2 separate regions of the Capra hircus genome follow, and region 1 is linked to region 2. A link is a contact called in public Hi-C data. All regions are on one chromosome and are shown on one strand. The core of a region is the stretch at or near the end of the contact, and the rest is flanking DNA. Distances in the headings are between cores, read along the strand shown. Region 1 overlaps CAMSAP2 (calmodulin-regulated spectrin-associated protein 2). Region 2 holds the start of KIF14 (kinesin-like protein KIF14).

The links. A called contact is a pair of places that touch in the nucleus more often than the background predicts.
Region 1: a contact with region 2 is called in a Hi-C map of liver, with 5 times the contacts expected there. The contact joins the enhancer-like site here to the promoter of KIF14 in region 2. A contact is called at or near these places in 3 of 5 Hi-C or Micro-C datasets (blood and liver).

The regions. Positions count from the first base shown.
Region 1 is chr16:77,979,610-77,986,826 of ARS1.2, forward strand. All of the region lies in intron 1 of CAMSAP2 (calmodulin-regulated spectrin-associated protein 2), which reads left to right. Among named protein-coding and RNA genes, the nearest start is that of GPR25, 51 kb to the right of the region's middle. Within about 2 kb of position 4,957, at least 3 of the 5 cell types and tissues checked have an H3K27ac peak or open chromatin away from gene starts, as enhancers often do.
Region 2 is chr16:77,834,559-77,841,280 of ARS1.2, forward strand. It overlaps KIF14 (kinesin-like protein KIF14), which reads right to left and starts at 4,250. Exons shown (of 30, transcript XM_018060822.1): 1 at 4,181-4,250; 2 at 1-797. The coding sequence starts at 687.

The sequences.
Region 1 (7,217 bases), core at 3,707-6,206, 150 kb after region 2:
CGTCTGCTTCTCTTGTTGGCCTGTCCTGCTCGTCTGCGTCTAAAACAGTTGCCTCTCCCCCCTTATTTTATTATTCAATCATGACATTAACATTTTTGAGGAATGCAAGCAAGGTGGCTTCTAGAATATACCCTGATCCTGATTTACCTGATTTGTTTCCTCACGATGAGGTTCAGATTGCAGCCTTTGGACATGAATGCCATGACGTGAATAGGGGTGTGAGTTATGTGACATGAATAGGTGGTATGTGTTACATACATGAGCGCTGTGACATGAATAGGTGTGTGTGTGTCTGTGTGTTATATACATGGATGTCGTGACATGAATAGGTGGTGTGGTATATGACATGAATTCCATGACATGGGTAGGTGGTGTGTGTTATATATACATGAATAGGTGTGTGTGTGTGATATGACATGAGTGCTATGACATGGGTAGGTGGTGTGTGTGATGTGACATGAACGCTGTAACATGAATAGGGGTGTGTGTGTGTGTTATATACATGGATGCTATGACATGGATAGGTGGTGTGGTGTATGACATGAATTCTGTGACATGGGTAGGTGGTGTGTGTTATACACACGGGTGGTGCTGAATCAGTCTCCTTGTGTCCCGTCACTGGAGGCTCTGAGGGTGACCGCTTTTCCTTTGAAGCCGCGGCATCCTGTGGGCTGATGCTTTGGCGTGTATTGGCTCCCCCAGCGGTCTCAGCGTCTCGGGGTGGCCTCTGCCAGAATCAGTGACTGCACTGGTGGTTGTGATGCTGTGATTTAAGAATTCTCTCACTCCTTGTCCATCTGTGACTGGACAAATGGACTGTGTTGTGTTGTGATTCATTCTTGTCATTAATCTTTTTTATGCTCGTGTAGGCTTGTGTTTGGCCAGTGGGGGCCCCTTTAGGCCGGTTCCTATATCCATTTGACAGTTTTTAAATCCTTTTTTCTTTCTGACACAACTAGATATTCCAAGCTTTCTTTGCGCTTTTCTTAATCTCTGACTTGGAACAAGCCGTTCCAAGAAACCAGGATCTGGATACAGGCCCACTCATCGTGTTCTTGCTTCTAGGCCCTTTCTTCAAGATCCTAAGGGGGCTGCTGAACCCTGATCATGTGTGGCCGTCCACAGCCATACCACCCTGAACGCACCCCATCTCGTCCAAACACACTGCCGTAGACACAGGGCTTCCCAGGTGGCTCAGTGGTGCGGATTCCGCCTGCCAAGCCCTGGGTTTGATCCCTGGGTCGGGAAGATCCCCTAGAGTACGACATGGCAACCCACTCTCGTCTGGAGAATCCACTGGACAGAGGAGCTCTGAGGGCTACAGTCCCTGGGGTCACACGGAGTCGGACACGACTGAGGAACCGAAGGCTGGAAGGACATCCACATACACGCAGGAGTCCTGTCACCCGGAATTGACAAACACGGCTTCAGTCTTCCGGCGAGCGCCAGCCGCATGCAGCTCTCGGGGAGGGGGACAGTCACGCCACCCCCAGTGCCCCTCCACCGGCCCAAGTCCCCACGCCTCCGCGTCTCCTCGGCGCCGGGCGGTGGCCGAACCTGCACTGGGGCTGGAGCCCGAGCCACTGTCTGGGTGCTGCAACTGCGCCCGGGGCCCGCCTCCACCCGGCCCGCCCCCTGATGGGATCGGCGGCGGCTCACCCCACTTGTACACAGGGACACCGCAGGCCCTGTCTGGGATGGCAGTGTGGTGTGGAGTCGGGGTTGAGCCCTGGCACTCTTCTTGCTGTCACTGGCGCTGCTGGACCGGAGGAGGTGCAGGCCGGGCTCTGGGAAGCCCCCGTTGGCCTTGGTTGTGGGGGTGATGGCACGGTCAGTCTGCTGTGATGAAGGGCTGTGGAGGTGAGATTCCTGCTAGGAGGCTGGCCTGGGCCCTCTGAGGTTCGGGGCCAGGAGATGCGTGATTTTCAATGACTGGCCACACTGAGAACCGCCGCTGTAGACTACTTCCTTTGTTTACCATGTGTATTTGCTGCTGGCGTGCAGTTCCTGTCTGTGTCCACCTGATAGAGCCCTAGTTAACATCCGTAACTTGCTGCTTGAGGTTGGTTGGTTGTTTTGAATGATGTGGTTTTTTTAATATTTTTTTTTTTAATGTGGACCATTTTTAAAGTCTCCACTGAATTTGCTACAGTACTGCTTCTGTTTTCCCACACGAAGCATGTGGGATCTTCACTCCTCAACCAGGAATCAGACTCTACCCCTGCGCTGGATGAAGGAGTAATGAGCCACTGGGCCGCCAGGGAAGTCCCGCTGGAGGTTAAGTGTGGTCCAGAGGAAGTGCTGGAGCCGCTCCGGAGACACCGTGTCTCGTTGGTCTGGGACTTGCGTTTTGGAAGACAGCTGGGCTGGCCTGCGTCTTGCATACCTCCCTTTGCAGTAAAGCTTCATCTCAGTTTGGTTCAACATTGTCTTGGAAACAGTTCTCCCCTGGGTGATGATCAGAGTCACTGCGTGGGAGGGACTGAGTGGAACCAGCTCGCGTGCCCTTACAGACATGGGCTAAAGAGAGCCCCCGGCTGCCCTGTTCTGTGTCACAGGGTATTTGTTCAGTTGAGGCAGAATTAAACGGCCGCTAAGCGGGTGTCATTGTGCTGAGTTACCTCCTGGTGACCCTACTGTTTACCCTTGGCTCTTTCTTCACATGTCTGACCAGGAGGGTCTGGGTGAAATAGCAGTGTCAGTTCAGTGTGGTCACAAGCAAATGCATGTGACGGGTTGGCTCTCTTGGACGGGGCCTCCCTCGCCAGGGTTCCAGGTGCGCCTGTGTTCCCCGCGGTGCAGCAGAGCGCCCGCCCCCTTTGTGGCTCGTCCAGGTTGGAGGTTGGAGGCAGCATCGCTGTCCCTGGGACAGCCCCGATCCTGCTGCAGTTAGAGCTCAGCCCTCTCCGCTCAGTGGTCCTCTCCTTCCGTCCGGGGGCCGCCCGGCGGTCCCCTCCCTCTGTCTGAGGGCTGCTCAGTGGTACCCCGCCTTTGTTTGAAGGCCAGTGCGTTTTGCCCCTAGGACTAGCCTGCTTTTGATAGGTCAGTTGTTTTTTGTTTCTTTTTAAACTTGTGAGATTTTAGTTCCCTGACCAGGAATTGAACCAGGGCTGTGGAAGTGACTGTGCCGAGCTCTGCCTGCTGGCTGCTTGGGGATTCCCACGACAGGCTGAGCTTTTGGTGTGCTAGGATCTTGTCATACAAGAGGACAGACACTATGATTGGAAATAAATTTATTCTGGAAAATTTCTATTCTCATACCAACTATAGCAACCTATGTCTCATTCTAGCTATTAAAATAATTAAGCTTATCTAAGAAAAATCATAAATGATAATCTTTTCAAGTAAACTGTGTATACCTTTTATCCAATGAGCTAGTGCCTTAAGAAAGTGAACATAAATATCTGTGGGAGGAAACTAGTATTAATTTAGCATATTTACTTTTATCATCAGCTCATACATAAATATCTCCTACTTAAAGTTATATAGAAAGCAAGCTCATGAAAATAAACGTTTAATTCACTTTTTAACAATGTCTAAAATACCAGGCTGTCTAGAAAAATCTGTGTCGCTTCACCTTGAAGTCCTTCTAAGGACACTTTGCAAACACATGGATATGGCTAACAGCCTGCCTCAGAGCTGAGGTGGTTTATGAGGTGTTTACGTTGGGAAGGAGGCAGGGAAGCGTCAGGAGTTAGTTTGATTAGGGGGTAGCAGCTGCGATGTGACTGCAGAGTGCAGTGCGTGCGTTCCGGGCGTGCCGTGCGCTGGCTTGGGGTACTCAGCGGTGTAAGCGTGACACAGTCCCTGTTAGGACAGTCTCGTCAGAAAGAAGCGCTGTCTCCCCAGCCCCAGCGCCCGCAGCCCCCGACCTGCTCTGTGTCTCTATAGTGGTTCGTTCTGGACGTTTTATATAAATGGAGTAAGAGAGTGTGCGCGTGCGTGTGTGTGCGCGTGTGTGCGCGCGTGTGTGCGCGCGTGTGTGTGTGCGCGCGCGCGCCGCGTGTACCTGGCGCATTTTGCTCAGCATTGTTTACCAGGCTCCCGCGTTTGTCGGTCTTTACCAGGGCACACTCCATTCAGAATATCGTGGATGTATCATTTTTCCTTTCCCAGTCCGTTGATGGCCGTTTGGCTACTACGGATAACGCTACTGTGGATGTTTGTGCAGAGCCTCTGTGTGGACGCGCCTCGTTCCTCGTCCAGCGCGGGGCGGGGTTGGCACGGCGGCTGCGTGTGTGGCGCCCCGGGAGCGCGAGGGCTCCTGCCGCCCGCCGTGCTCGCCGGAGGCTGCTGTCATCTGACTGTAATTACAGCCTTCCTGGTGGGAAGTGGTATCTCAGTAGGGCTTTAAGTGCTGTTTTCCTTGTGTCTCTGTGTAAGTCAAGGATAAGTGAAAATTATGGTAAACTTGTTTATATAAATAAACGACGTGTAAAGTTCCATTTTCTGAATGGGACCTCGCTTTGACGCCCTGGTGTGGCGTGCGGGGGCTGCTGCGCGCCGTCTCGAGAGCGGGCCGTGCCGGGTCTCCGTGCGCCTGCGGCTCTCCCCCGTGTCCCTGCAGGGGCGTGGACCCCGGGCCCTGGCACTGCGCCACGGGCCGGAGTTCAGGTCAGGAAACGCCTTCTTAGTCCTGTAGCTACACCTGATAAAAGGATGTCAAAAGCCGTGAAGTAGTAGAACTTGGGTCTCATTAATCTGTGAGGCTCATTACAACCATCTCGCCAGCAGCACTTCAGTGCTCTTAATTTAGCGGCCTTAACCTTCATTTCTGATACACGCATGTGACTGATTTTTGTCCGGACTCCACTGGTCGGAGGTAACGTGACCCTGTAGCCCAGCTCTGGAAGCTGCTAGCGGCTCGGTGCGCTGCGCGCCTCCTGTGCTCGCCTTTCACTGAGACGCAGGAAGCGCCTGCCTTCCCTTCCGTAACCGGCCTTCCTGCCGCTGCTCGCGGGCGGGCTCTGTGCTGCCACCTGGTGGCCGCCTCCGGCCGCGCCCAGAGGGCCGCAGGCCGCGCGCCGGCGCCTGGGCGCTGAGCCAGACGGCAGGGCGCCCCCTGGCGCTCTCACGCGCGCCGGCGGTTCCCTGCTCTGACCTGCGCAGGTTCGGCGACCGTGCGTCTCAGCGCCGCTGGAAACGCTGTCTGGAGAGCCACTCTCAGTGCGGGCTGCTGCTGTTGCTACTTGACCTTAATTCTTGGGGTAAAAAATGGAATGTGTGTATTTAGAGACATAAATCAGTCCAGACGGGTAGCCCGCCGTTCACTTTTCACTGTTGACCTTTTCTAGCTTCATCGTGTATACAGTTTCTGTTAAACATAATTTTTAAATTCTCCACATATTATAGAGTTAAGGGGTAAAAAGTTTAAAAGTGGGTGAACATCTTATGGAAATATCTGTAAACAAAGTAGTGGAATATTTTTTTAATTTGTTCTTGAATTTAGGAATATTTTGAAGTAATCAGTGAGATAAAGTTTGTTCTGAAAATGTATTGCTGATTATACTTCTATGTAATGATCTGCATATTATTATAAGGTCGTTTCTAAGCAAGTTTTACTTTTACTCTTTTCCTTTCTCTCCCTGTCTTATGTGTATTACGGGAGTATTCAAGATGTGTGTGCACACACTCGTGTGTCTGCCCATGTGCGTGCGTGTCTTGCGAACATCATCACAGCATGCTGCTGCTCTTTGCACTCAGCGCTGTGTGGCGCACACGTCCTCCTGCCGTTAAATAGCTTGGGAGAGCGTGGACTCCTCATTGTGGCTGCACCATCGCTCCCGTTCTTGTTGCCTGTGATTGAGTGACGGTCAGTTTCATTCATGCAGCTCTTTTTTCCTCTCTTAAACTCTTATCTGTGGAATAAATTGCCAAGAGAAACAGTCTTAGTGAAGAGGACGTGAATGGCTTTACAGCTCTCAAGATGTTTTTCCACGTTTTTGTTCAGAAGAGTTATGCTTTAGAATGCTGTCAAATCCTCCTACTCAGGGCTTCCCTCTTAACCCTCGTTCTGGGAGCAGAGGTGAGAGAGACGGGACCTGCTCCCTGGCGCTCAGGTGAATGGAGAGGACACACAAACCCCCGCGTGAAGGGCGCACGGGGTGGACACTGAGTCCCCCTGAGTCTGAGGGAAGAGCCAGGGTCCCTGGACAGTAGCAGCCTGAAAGGGAGGCAGAGTGTGGGAAAACACGACTTGAAGTTCGACGGTCATGCTTGCGCTTCTTTCCTGCATCTGATGCCTGTTTATCATTTCCAGAGCACTTTTCTTGCCTGACTAGCTGACTTAGTTTCTGCCAACTGCATGACACAGTAGAAGGAGCGGACGGATTGGGACAGACCATTTGCTTTTCGGAGCTTCAGCTTCCTCACGTGAAGAGCGTGAGTGATGCTTCCTTCTGAGCTTTAATGGTGATAAAAGGTGTGTGTTATCTCCAGTCTTATTTCAGAACAGATTTGAAATGGAAGAGCTGGTATGTTAGTAAAGTACTCAGCACAGCATCTGAGTCACCACTGGTTTTCTGATGGCCGTCATCAAGCATGCAGCTTCGGACAGGCCCCTGCCCTCCTGTCAACACTGCTGAATGTTCAGTGCCCTGGTCCCCACCTCCGAGTCAAACCTAGGTCCTAACCTCCAGAGTCGAGCTCACGCTTCCCTCATTACAGTGAGCGGTAGGTCAGCTCCTTTCCTTCCTTCAGCCCCTGTTTGTTGCCAGGCGCTGTGTCTGGTCCAGGGAATGCGAAGGTACCTCCGAAGATGCCCTTGCCCTTGGGGTCTCACTGTCTCACCAGGGAGCCAGTGCCCATCCTGCAGCCAGCCAGTCTGTGGTCCTCAGCCAGCTGCTCAGTAGCCTCGTCCGAGGAGCTGTGTGAAGACGCCGTGGCCTGTGGCCCCTTCAGGTAGTGAGTCAGGACGTAGCACACGTGTCACTGAGTCTGTTGTGCTCATCATTTCACAGGGTCGCGTGTCCAGTCTTAAACTCACACACTGTGCTGTGTCAGTAACATCTTAGTAAAACTGGAAAAGAAGCAGGATTTCATGCGCGTGAGAACAGCACTCTGCGGGGAGCTGGCCTCCCTCTGTGGGAAGAGCGAGCTGGAAAGGGGGTCAGAGGGCGGCAGTCGGACCAGCAGCAGGACGTGCCTGCACGTGGGGGTGCGGGAGGCCGCCTGGCATGGGGAGAGCGGAGCTCTGCCGCGGCTGCTCCAAAGGGAGA
Region 2 (6,722 bases), core at 3,000-5,499:
CCTAACTGCCACGCACGGTGTGCGAACAGCTTCAGTCTGACTCTGGGAACCGGCGGGCGCTCGCTCACGTAGGGACTTAAGGGCAACGTTCTCACCCACCCCACTGAGGGCAGAACGCGTCGCTGCGCATTTTCCATCAGCCTTCATTTCAGGGTCTTTGGGGTCTGGAGTTAAAGATACGGAAGGTGCAACAGGCAAGTCTTTATCACTGCTTACAGCTTTTACACTTATACCAGTTTCTGGTGAAGGCCGACTATTTTCTGTCCTGCCGCCCACATCCTGCATTCCTTTCCACTTTCCCATGCAATCTGTCTTAGTCCGACGCTGTAATGCAAGGCGTGTTTCTGCCGTTTTCGCACCGGCGTCTCCCGACTCACGACCAAGCAAAGAGGGTTCCTTGCTCCTGGTCGCTCTCCTCTGAAGTGTCAACCTCCCCACAGGGTTAGGAAGGAGGCGTGTGTCTTCTGTTTTCTTACAGGCAGAAATAACGTAAGTGCTGTTGATGTCTCTGACTTTACTTGCAGATCTCAGTAACGGATCATCATTTTCACACTCTGACGAGTCTGACCTCGGATGCAGCTTCAGCTTGCTGCCCTGGGGGAGGACACTCAGGGATGACGTCTTTGTGGAGGAAGGAACACCAAGGAGATCTCTGTCGTTTCTGCTGTGTGCGGTGGAGGCTGACATGGTGGCAGAAGGTTATTTTTAAGAAGAATGTTGCTGAAGAAATGTTAAGCTCTTCTTTAGACATTCACTTGACTTCCGGCCATTTCTTATGCAACAGTTTCCAAAATTATCTGCTAAAATAAAATAAAAAAATAAAATTTAAACTGCGCAGATTACAAACAGGCTTTAAAAACACAAGGACCTTCCATGGGAAAGTGACTTCTCAGGGGCATATATTAGGTCATGATCTCCACTGAGATATCGTTCCCAGGCAGCTTCGGACAAATCTCTGACCTCAAAGACCATACAGTCATTGCTCAACAAACATGTGCTAAGATCCCATGAGGTGCCAGGCCCTCTGGTGGATACTATGAATTTCAAAGACAAAACTCTGCTTTCATTTCCTTAGTCTAGAAAGAATGCACAGATAAAGACTGCATCAGGTCAAATGTGCCAGGTGACTTAAAAAGATGTAAAAAGCACATGTCAAAGAAGATATAAGAATAGTCAATAAGCACATGAAATGATGCTCAACGTCATGGGTCATTAGGGAAAAGCAAGTCAAAACTATAATGAGATACCACATCATACCCATTAGGATGGAAACGATCAAAAAAAAAAAAAAAGCAGAAAACAAGTATGGACCAGGACATGGAGAAATGGGTAAGCTCGTAAACTGTTGCTGGGAATGTAAAATAGTACAACCACTGTGAAAAACAGTAGAGATGGCCTCAAAAAATTAAAATTAGCATATACTAAGTCGCTTCAGTTGTGTCCGACTCTTTGTGACCCCAGGGACTATCGTCCACCAGACTCCGCTGTCTGTGGGATTGTCCAGGCAAGAATACTGACTGGAGAGGGTTGCCATGTCGTCCTCCAGGGGATCTTCCCGAGCCAGGGATCGAGCCCATCTCTCTTACGTCTCCTGCGTTGGCAGGCAGGTTCTTCACTAGTGCCACCAAATTAGCATATGATCTAGCAATTCCACCTCCGGGTATACACCAGAAAGGATTGAGAGCAGGGTCTCAAATGAAGGGATATCGGCCTACCCGTGTTCACAGCAGCATCATTCATAATAGAGAAAGTGGGGAAGCAACTCGAATGTCCACTGACCAATGAATGGCCTACCAAAACGTGGTATATCCATACAATGGAAAATTATTCAGCCTTAAAAAGGAAAGAAATTCTGCAATATGCTACAATATTGGTGAACCTTGAGGACATTATATTAAGTGAAATAAACCAGTCCCCAAAAGACAAATAATATATAATACCACTTGTATCAAGTACTTATAGTAGTTAAAATCAGCAGCAGAAAGTATAATGATGGTGGCTAGGGAAGGGAGCACGGAGAGTTATTATTTAATAGATGCAGAATTTCAGACTGACCAGATAACTAGAGTTATGGGGTGGATGGCAGTGATGACTATGTATTTAAGGATGTACATTTAAAAATGGTTAAAATGAATAAATGCTAGAAAAGAGAACATGTCAGCAGAGATTTTTTTTAAGTGCCCCCCAGTTTGGGGAGCAGTGAGGGGGACTAACAGACACCCCAGCACCAAAGTTAAAGACCGGAGTGAAGCATTTCTGCAGGTGCTGAATGCACTCGACATGCAAGAACGCCTCGGGGAGATGAGCCTGAGAGGTGTCACAAGGCAGCTCATACCCAAATAAGTACCAGAGACAATAAATACAAGCACTGTAAAGTAATCGCTTGTGTTGAGAAAACTTATGCAAGATCAGTTAAGTATTCAGCCTGCCCTCTAGCAGTCAGACAACAAAGTTGACAGGAATGTAAGCAAATACGTGTCAACAATATCTATCCAGTAGTTACGGAGAAGGCAGCGGCACCCCACTCCAGTACTCTTGCCTGGAAAATCCCATGGGCGGAGGAGCCTGGCAGGCTGCAGTCCATGGGGTCGCAGAGAGTCGGACACGACTGAGCGACTTAGCAGCAGCAGCAGCAGCAGCAGTCATGTTTAGAAGAAAAGAGAACAGCAGACACAGCTGAGGTCTGACTTCCCGTCAACGCTGCATCCAACTGGTTATACTGACATGAACAAGTCTTTAAATTTGCATGTCTGATTCTAACTTGAAAATGACATCTGATGAAACTATTTCATTGTGAAGGCAAAGAAAGGAACCCTCATTTAAAACAGAGTGAGGGGTGGGAGTGGAGGGTATCTGAACAGGAGCTCTCATGTTTTATCCCTTGCTATATTCAGACTCTACAGGAAGAAGCTAGTTCACATCCCAGGGCAAAGAGGAAGAAAGGTTTCATCCTCACCCAGCAACGGCCCAGTCAATGAAAAACTAGCAGCTCAGCCACTAGGAGGTCATCACCACCCAGGCTGTCCCTCTCCTCTGACGGACTGTCATTGAATTCCCTCCTTTTCTCCACACAGGCAGGCCTCATCTGGCTTAGGGGCTTCGCTTTGTTGCCCCTTCTGCATTTTTGTTACAAACTGAATGTTTGTAGCAACCGTGCGTCAACAAGTCAGTGCCGTTTTCCCAAGTGAGCATCTGCTCTCTTCAGGTCTGCGTCACAGCTCTGGAAATTCCCACACTTTAAACGTTTCCATTAGATGCTACTGGTCAACGCGATCTGTTGCCAGTGGAACTGATGTTAGTAGGAGGACTCCTGAAGGTTCTGATGATGGTTACCGTTTTTACCAACAAGTATTCTAAATGAAGGGATATACATTGTTCTTTAGACATAATACTACTGCACACATAACAGGCTACCATATAGCACATGTGTAACTCTTCAATGAAACAAAACATTCAGGAGACTGGCCGCGCCGTCCCCCTGAGCGCACACGATCTGGGAGGCGGAACCAGCTGCCCCTCTCCTGGGGCTGGTCCCCACTTGAAGCTCGCCGTGAGCTGCAGCTCTCTGCTGCTCCCACAGAGACTCGTCCTGCTAATACAGCAACTAACCGTCGTATTTTTAAAAGCAACCCCAGAGATCATGACTCTGGAGGCACAAAACAACAGAGGTTCATTTTTAAGTAACCTGTGCAAGTTCCAAATCATTAACAATCATGCCAGGATCGAAGCATCTCCCATCACCTTCTAACTAAAAGCAGGCAATCTTTTAAAGATTTCCTGATACGGAAGTAAATACAGAAGCAAGAAGAAACCGAGGACTTGACCCGCAGCTGAAAACCGGCTGCTATTTACAAGGAGCACGACAGCTCGGGGTCTGGGGAGGGGCGGGGGTACGCCCCGGGACACTGGAGGGAAGGGGTGCCCAGACCCCGGGGTGGGCTCACAGCGGCCACCCCGCCGCCCGGCGGCCACGCGCCCGGAAGACGCCCTCCGAGGGGTCCGCGGCGGGGAGGGCGCGGCCCGATCCCGCCCCTGGCCCTCCCGGGAGAACCCCGGCCCGCCGCCCTTGGAGACCCTCGCACCCGTCCCCGGGGGCCCCCGGCCCTCCCGGACTCCCGAGCTGTCCACCCACCCCACCCTCGCCCGCACCGACGCGCCGCCCCCGGACCACAGCCCCCACCTCGCAGGCTCCTGGCCTCCTCGCGCCGCTCACGCCTCCGCTGCCGCCCCGCGGTTTGAATACGCGCCCCGCCCTCTGATTGGCTGCCGGGCGTCGCGCACGCACGTCTTCCCGGAAACGCGCGCGCATCTCCTAGGCAACGGCCCCGCCCCCTGGGTTGCGCGCGCCGCGCAGGGACGCGGGCGGCCGGGGCGCGGACTGCGGGCGGGGGGCGCGCTCGAGGGGGCGGGGGCGCGGACTTCGAGCGGCGGGGGCGCGCTCGGGAGGGAGCGGGGGCGCGCTCGGGGTGCTTGGCGGAGGACGCGAACGTTGATGCCCTTGTCCAGCTCCGGAGCAAAATGAGCACCATCCGTCCGCCTCGCCCCCGGACCTCTCTGTGCAGAAATAACTGCGTGCCCCCTCGGTAGCCACAGCCATTCACGGTTGTCTAGGATTTCGGGTGCAAAGCCTAGTGATGGGAAGTGCGCTGAATGTCTTAGATGGAAGTTTTTCATTTAATCCTGAATACCTTACCAGGTAAATATTAACATGATCCCCCAGTTTACCAATGAGGGGCTGAAGTTTACAATTAAACTTGTGAAAAATTAGACAACTAGCTGGCGGTGCAACTAGAATTACAAGCCCACCTCGTGAGATGCAACTCAGTTTCTAGAAATATCCTAATAAGGTTTTGAAGCACGAAAAAATAAGTATACTTGCTGAAAATTAACCAGATGAACGAGACGAACTCTAGTCGAAAAGATATTTTAAAGTAACTTTTTTAAATAGCAAAAAGTGCAGGTAAAGAAATTGGATTCAGCGGGATAGGAAGAGAAATTAGAAGGGACTCTGAATGCATAGAAAAATTGAATGTATAATAAAATGCTCATTCTAAAACTCTAAAATTCATTCTAAAATTTATTGAAATTAAGTTATAGAGCAACCATCAGAAAAAAAGAACGCAGTATTTATCAGGTCTATGGGAAAATAATCAAGTCTAGAGAGCAAAAGAAGATATGGCAAAGGAGAAGACCGACAAACACAAATACATAAAAATTCTAAACTCATACATAGTTCAAAGTAATGAAAATGAAATGAAGTAAACTAGAAGAATACATTAAATATGGCAGAAGGTATAAAGATACCTTTCAACATGACAAGTAAAAAAAGTTTATAAGTAGAAACAGATAGTTCAGTTCAGTTCAGTTGCTCAGTCATGTCCAACTCTTTGTGACCCCATGAACCACAACATGCCAGGCCTCCCTGTCCATTGCCAAATCCTGGAGCTTGCTCAAACTCATGTCCATTGAGTGGGTGATGCCATCCAACAATCTCATCCTCTGTCATCCCGTTCTCCTCCTGCCTTCACTCTTTCCCAGCATCAGGGTCTTTTCCAATGAGTCTATTCTTCACATCTGGCCAAAGTATTGGAGTTTCAGCTTCAGCATCAGTCCTTCCAATGAACACCCAGGACTGATCCCCTTTAGAATGCACTAGTTGGATCTCCTTGCAGTCCAAGGGACTCTCAAGAGTCTTCTCCAACACCACAGTTCAAAAGCCATCAATTCTTTGGCACTCAGCTTTCCTTATAGTCCAACTCTCACATCCATACATGACTACTGGAAAAACCATAGCCTTGACTAGACGGACCTTTGTCGACAGAGTAATGTCTCTGCTTTTTAATATGCTGTCTAGGTTGGTCACAACTTTCCTTCCAAGGAGTAAGTATCTTTTAATTTCATGAACGCAATCACCACCTGCAGTGATTTTGGAGCCCCAAAAAATAAAGTCTGCCACTGTTTCCACTGTTTCCCCATCTATTTGCCATGAAGTGATAGGACCGGATCCCATGATCTTAGCTTTCTGAATGTTGAGCTTTAAGTCAACTTTTTCACTCTCCTCTTTCACTATTTACTCAACAAGTATTTATTAAGCTTCTTCTACATGTCAGACCTTGGACTAAGCGGTAGGGGTAGGAGTGAGAGGGTGTGGACCCTCCTCTCAAGCAGCTCACCAATTTCTGTCGCTAGAAATGTGCACTTTTAATTCTGATGCAAAAATCACGGTACTGAAATTTTAAAACTTTTTTTACACTTATACCTAATTTTTTTTTTTTTACAGTTGCATTTAATGTCTGGGTTTCACAGTTTATTTTTATCTGAATTATTTTTGTGTGCACAGCCACTCACTCCTACTCCTACTGCTTAGTGTAAGGTCTGACATGTAAAAGAAGCTTAATAAATACTTGTTGAGTAAATACCAGACCCCTCTAGAAAGCAATATGATCATTTATAGAAGGAAACATAAAGAGATTCATGTTCTTTGCCCTAGTTACTGCACTACAAAAATTTATTCTTAGAAAATGTTTCAGTAGAAACCAAATAGTCTGTGGGCCCCAAACAGAAAAACTCTCCATGGCTTACCATGAAAGCATGCATTAAATGATTAAAAATAAAGGGGGAAAATAATTAATTATATTAGAACAATTAAAGTCATTAAAGTTACAGTGACAAATTAACTAGCAGACAGTGCATGGCCAAAGGACCTGCTTCCGCCCCAGACT